Linked DNA regions of Mus musculus: region 2 is linked to region 1. Evidence: chromatin contacts called from public HiChIP or PLAC-seq data. All regions are on one chromosome and are shown on one strand. The core of a region is the stretch at or near the end of the contact, and the rest is flanking DNA. Distances in the headings are between cores, read along the strand shown. Region 1 overlaps Albfm1 (albumin superfamily member 1). Region 2 has its middle 14 kb from the start of Cxcl1.

Region 1 (3,173 bases), core at 237-2,736:
TTTACAAATGATCATAGTTACCTTTATCATAAAAAGAATCAATTTTTTTGCCGGGGGGTGGTGGCGCACACCTTTAATCCCAGCGCTTGGGAAGCAGAGGCCGAAGAGTCAATTTTTTGTTTTGTTTTGTTTTTTGTTTTTTCGAGACAGGGTTTCTCTGTGTAGCCCTGGCTGTCCTGAAACTCGCTCTGTAGACCAGGCTGGCCTCGAACTCAGAAATCTGCCTGTCTCTGCCTCCCAAGTGCTGGGATTAAAGGTATGCACCACCACTGCCCGGCTCTCAATATTTTTTTTAAATCAGAATATAATATAACATAATCTTTCTTGCCAACTGTTCTGTCCATATTCAGCCTTCATTCTTAAGTAGACCTAACCGGAGTCCGTCTCCAATGAAGACAGCGTGTTTGTGTCTCTGTGCCATTTAATCTACATAATGTGGGTATATAATCCAACCAGTTTATACCACCTTTGAATGATAACTATCAGATTCTAACAAATTGACTATTCGGAGTAAGGAGCACAGAATTCTTCCCATTGCAGTTGGGTCAGCACACACACACACACACACACACACACACACACACACTCCTACTAAAGCAATTGCTTGTGGCACTGAAGTATCTGGGCCACGTACCAGGAGATGAGTCTAACCTGAGTCCCAGGCCACAGAAACAGACATACATGTGAGTGTATTTGTCAGAGAATCTGAAGCTCGTGGGAGCAGCAGGACTAGCCTGTCAGGCAGGTCCAGAGAGCCTCCTGTCTCTGCCTCTGTTGTTGCAGGTGTTTGAAGCTTCACTTAGGTTCTGTAGGTGTGCTGAAGGTGAAACTCGGGTCTCATGCTTCTACCGTAAGCACGTTAGCCCCACCCCCAGCCGTCTCTCCAGACCTAGAACTGGCTCGTCCTATAGTTGGAAATGTATACACGTTGACAAGCATTTCCTTATTTCTCTTACTCTAGTGTTACTTGGAAAACTTCAGATCATGAACCCTGGCAACCTACACCACAGGACTTCTCTGTTTCTAAGCATGATGGAGGTGGTGATGGCGATGATGGCGATGATGGGGATGATGGGGATGGTGGCGATGATGGTGATGGTGGTGGTGGTGATGGTTGTGGTGTTGATAATGGTGACGGTGGTGATGGTAGGTCCACCTGCACCCATTTTTAACTATGTTCTTCCATCAGAATCCCCTTCCCTCCTGACACCCACACGAAAAGGGTACCTCACCCCAGCTCTCTTACATATACAGGGACGGTCTTGACTATCCTAATGAAGTCTTCAGTTATAATGAAGCTTCCTCACGTACACTCCCCTCTCTCTTCTGACTCACAACTGCGAGTTCCCAAACACCTCCTCACACCTCTCAAGGGCTCTAGTCTCATCTCTGGAAATAGCTTTTTCTCCTCGCTCCAGGCTTGCTTTCCGCCGGCCCGGCAGCTAGTTCATGGATGCAGTTCTCAGAATGGCCAATAGAGGGAGGAAGAGCACAAGAGCTGAGGATGGAAGTTCACCCCGAAACAAGAAGAAATGGCCTTCCCTATGGATGATGGGCGAGAATGGGTCTCCCATCGCCCGAATTCAGGACATCTGGAAATGAGGTTCAGAACGAGAACCTCGGGGAGTCGTTACTTCTGACCACTCCGAACACAAAAGCTGCCGTTTCTGTAAGGGCGATGGGCGTGGGAGGGCTCTACTGGCTCGAAGCAGAGCTCACCCCCACTGAGGTCACACCCAGGGGTTCCTTTCGAAGCTGTTTACCTCTTCTGTCCTCTCTGCTCCTCAACCCCAGTCTCTCCCAGGCAGCCTCTGCTCCACTTGTATTCTCAATATTTCAGTTTTTTAGTTTACCTTTACATTTTTTATGTCCAATTTTGACCCTAATTACTACCAATTTGTTTCCAGGTTTTTGTTTCCACAGTTTTCAATTTTCACTAAATTATCTATCATTTCCTTTAAAGCAAATCCTTCTATTTATATGCTATTTAAAATTAACTTTCACATTAGTTTTCATACTTGCTTTCAAATAGTTTCTTCGACGGTCTAGTATCTAGTTTCTTTTTCTTTTACTAAGTACTAGGGAGTAAAGACAAGCCTTACTCGTGCTTGGGATGAACATATACTGTATACTGCGCATATACACTGAGCTATATCCCCAGACCTTTTAAAAATAATTTTTCAGATTTAGAGACAGCCTCACTACATATGTAAGTCAGACTGGCCTCACTCACTGTGTAGCCCAGGCTTGCCCAGAACTCTGCAGTCCCTCTGAATAGTTAGGACTCCAGGTTCCTTCCAGCAGGCCCAGCTTCTATTTCCTGTTAACCTGTTACTCTTCAGTTTTCCTATGCCCTCAGCTTCTGCTTCCTGCCCCTGTTTCGTGGTCTCAGAGTGAGACCTGCTTTCTCATCCCCTCGTTTCTTCATAACTAGAACGGTGCAATGATGTTACCTGCCTCGGAGACTTGCAGTGAGGATTTGATGAAGTAATAACACAGTGCTACCTAGCTGTGTCTCTTCTTCAAGGAGCAGCAAACCTTGCTTTCTAGAGTAGAAATTAACTTCTTTCTTGTATTCTCACATGGAGCCTGGGCTAATTGTCACTAAGTTACAGTAGCCTTTAGCAGAAAGATACAGTATTTAGCTTATGCTGTTTAGTGTAAATGCTATAGGCATAGATACATTTCTGTGGTCATATGCAAGTCTGCAAAGTGTTGCTCATCTCCGTTCTCTACTTTCCCTGGACTTTCAACTACAAACTAAGAATGTAACTAACAGCTTTACCTGATCGTCACATAACCATCAAGTAGAAAGAATGTGTCCATTCTTATTATAAGAGGAAGAAAAGGGAGGAGGAATGGATATATATATGCACATATTATATATTATATGCTATATTATATATTATATGTTGTGTTAATATTCTATATTATATATGCTATGTGTTGTGTTATAGGTTATAACATGCTATATATTACATATCATATGTTGTATATTATATATTATGTGTTATATACACACATATATGTTGGGGATTGGTCTGGTGCTATGTATGTAAATGTATGAATGCTAAATACTGACTCCCAAGATCTACTTGCCCTCACATGAGTCAATTCCCACATACACCAGCCTTTGTTGTATAAAGCTTGCTCTCCAATTTAAAGCTATTGGT
Region 2 (3,295 bases), core at 470-2,969, 290 kb before region 1:
AGAATTAAAATATACATGGAGTATCTGCTCTGGGCAGCCAGGATTCTGGCTTTTTCTGTGCATGAATTCATTTAACTGTCACAGCAACTTCACAAGGAAGGGTTTTAATATTGCACAGGTGGGGCAAGTGGGGTTCAGGGAGGTTGACCTACATCATAGGCAACAAATGAAGGAGTTAGTGTTCTTAGCCGGCCACTTCTCAGTAAATGCTCTCAGTGAGAGACACACCCCTGAGACAAATGAAGGCAATAGGAGCAGAGAGAGGTGATCATGGACAACTGTGTCAGGTCATTCTTCAAATTTTGTCTTTTATAAAACTACTTTCAGCCAGGTGGTGGTGGTGCATGCCTTTAATCCCAGCACTTGGAAGGCAGAGGCAGGTGGATTTCTGAGTTCGAGGCCAGCCTGGTCTACAAAGTGAGTTCCAGGACAGCCAGGGCTACAGAGAAACCCTATCTTGAAAAAAAAAAAACCCAATAAATAAATAAATAAATAAATAAATAAGTAAATAAATAAATAAATAAAAACTACTTTCAACTTATTTCAATTCTTTTTAATATAAGATAGACCACAGTAGAAACCTCGTTAATGGTTTAAGAATAATACTTTAAGTAGATCTAAGAGTACCAAAAATCATTATTTTTTTAAGTGTAAAAATGTGTCCAAATTTCTGTGGCACTTTGATTATAGCTTATTAATTGAGTTGTTATGTTAACTGTTATTACTATATTGGTTAAACACTGAGTTAAGTCTTTCCAATTATCCTTGACTCCTTGTTCTTCTTCTCTGAATTTCTTCTCCTGTTTGTTTTTGCACATTAGGGCATGGAAATAAAGAGTCAACATCAAGGTCACACAGAGATATAGAGAAGGGATCAGAGCCAGTTGGGACCAGGCCACCCTTCACGTCCAGGCCACACTGTCCTTTGAGTCCATGTGAGGAACAAAGATCATTCATGGTACATAGAGGAGTTTACAGTGGATTAATGTGTGCATGAAACTTTTCAGAAGTTTAAAACTGCAAAATGTTTTAAAAGTTTGACAGAGAGAAGTTTCATGAAGCCCAAAGGGCATAATGCCCTTTGGGATCATCCTAAAAGGAAGAATGCAAATTTCAGTTTAAAACTGAGCACAGAAAGAAACATTTATCTTAAACAACAAAATAACACATTACAAATTTAGAAAGTTGAGAAAATAGCAGGAATATAAACTGCATTGAAAATAGTGTCTCTTTATTATTTAGCCATTGTTTTGTTGTTGCTATTGTTGCTTTGTTTTGTTTCCATCCTGTCTAGAGGTGAAAGATGTTTGAGTTCCTGCTTAAATTTTCTGCTTAAGTCTGTACCCTCACTCCTCTCAGTGATGAACCCTATCACCTTTAAGCTGAAATAATGCCTTTTCTACCCTACATTGCTATTGGTCAGTGTTTTATCACAGTAACAGAGATGACACTAGAACACAACTTCATATACAGAGTTTTCTGTCTTACAGGTGCATGATCTACAAACAGTGAAGTCTTGGTAGATTCTATGTAACATGCTCCAATTCCAGTCAAGCATGATCATTCCAAACACATACCAAAAAATGCATGAAGATGAACAATTGAAGACATTGATTATATTGAACACATTTTGAGATGATTCCTTTAGTGTAGGACTGAAACAGGCTTACCTATCTGCATACAACTCTACACCCTACTAATAGGAAGACTATCTTCTAGCTATCTGCACTTTGACCTTATTTCTCCACAGCTGTGCCATGCTAGCCTGGATGATTCAGACACAGTCTGACTTCTGCATCAGGAAGCTGAAAATATATGTATAGTGAACAAAAAGGCATTTACAAAAGGTATTCTCACTAGGAAGGCTAATACACTAGAGACATCCAGAATGTGACCGTGAACCAATAAATATCACTAAACATATGCTAAATTTGACTCCTTAGCTGGAGTTCAAAAGTGCTTACAGCTGTACCAGCGTCACACAACACCAGAAGAGCCAAGAGAGGAAGTGGCGGTAAAAGGAAGAGAACACAGTTCTAATCAGCTTCATTGAAACATAGGACGTCAGCATATTTTTTAAAACTAAATGACATACATTCCTGGGACCCTTTCCATAGCTTTGGCAAAAGCTTGCCCTGCCAAGGGGTTGAGCTTCTTTGTGGTCATGCACCTATTACTGTCTTGAAGTTCTGATCTGCTTGATTGAACGTGGTTGCTTAAATTCTGTAAAACTGTTCACCCTCATGTTTAGATTAGGAACCGACCCTAGTAACTAGTAACTGCGATGAAGGTCAGAGTAGTGAATCAGAACTATGTCACCACAGTGCGCTTAACTAATGCTTTCCAATAGCTTATGCTAAAAGAGGTAGTTTTTTTTTTCTTGGCACTAATCTGGAATCTTGATCCAGTCATAGAAATTTCCATCTGTCTTTTTAATCCTTGCCCAAACCAGTCAGCTCTACAAAAACTTTTGTATGTTCAGTATGGATCTGGCATGTTTAGGAGCTAAATATCTTTTATGCCTTTGCCTGAAACAGCCTAAAGTCTGCTCTATTAAAATGTGCAGGTTGAGTTTGAGTTTATTAAGTTTGTGGGCTGAATATCTTAAATATCCCCCGTGCCTTCTTTTGTAGCTCCTTGAGGCAGCTTCTCCTGGGAATTATCCTGGTTTATCTGCAGAGTAGCAGTGCCCTGTTTCACAGATAGAGGCATCTGTGATGGAAATGCTTGGGAAAGGGTATTTTAAAGGGAGATTTTTAAATCCTTGGGAAATCCCATGTGTGGACAGAGCTTCCTCGCTGTGTCCATTAAGTATGCCTTCAGGAATCTGTGACTCACGGGCTAGGCATGTTGAGGTTAGAGCTGAACCAAGAGAAGGAACTCTTGGCTGCTGAGCCAGAGTGACAATGAAAGACTGTTCAGCGTAGTTTTCTCAGATCTTCTTTATAATTCTAGAGGAATGGGATTCACTTTCAGCTCTTGTTGTTAAAGAGAGAAACTCCAAGTAGTCTTATAAGAGTAGAATAGTAGTCTGAGCAGGGCCTCGTAGGCTGGGAAGAATGGAACTTGCTCTTTACCCGTATGAGGGAACACAGGGGGAATGAGAAAAGGGATTCTCAGAAAGTAGGCAGTTTCTCTTTCAGGATACTAGTAGATGTATGGGTTCTATCACACCCAGAAGTGAAAGGTCCACCTCAGGGGTTCTCAACTTGTGAGTTATGACCCTTTCGGGGGACCAAACAACCCTTTCACAGTAATCGCCTACAACCATTAGAAAACACATACTTATATCACT

What was found. HiChIP or PLAC-seq counts read pairs in DNA pulled down with a chosen protein or histone mark.
Region 2: a contact with region 1 is called in an H3K27ac HiChIP or PLAC-seq map of hepatocytes, with 4 times the contacts expected there. The contact joins two enhancer-like sites. A contact is called at or near these places in 6 of 484 Hi-C or Micro-C datasets (the 3T3-L1 cell line, the C3H10T1/2 cell line, brown adipocytes and 3 more) and 1 of 115 datasets of contacts at active chromatin or transcription factors (hepatocytes).

Annotation. Positions count from the first base shown.
Region 1 is chr5:90,587,439-90,590,611 of GRCm38.p6, reverse strand. The region is part of intron 12 of Albfm1 (albumin superfamily member 1); the gene reads right to left. Among named protein-coding and RNA genes, the nearest start is that of Gm42109, 4.0 kb to the right of the region's middle. Within about 2 kb of position 1,486, at least 48 of the 459 cell types and tissues checked have an H3K27ac peak or open chromatin away from gene starts, as enhancers often do. A contact at or near this core is called in hepatocytes and tail fibroblasts, where this site is marked.
Region 2 is chr5:90,875,750-90,879,044 of GRCm38.p6, reverse strand. No RefSeq gene overlaps it. Among named protein-coding and RNA genes, the nearest start is that of Cxcl1, 14 kb to the left of the region's middle. Within about 2 kb of position 1,719, at least 122 of the 459 cell types and tissues checked have an H3K27ac peak or open chromatin away from gene starts, as enhancers often do. A contact at or near this core is called in hepatocytes and tail fibroblasts, where this site is marked.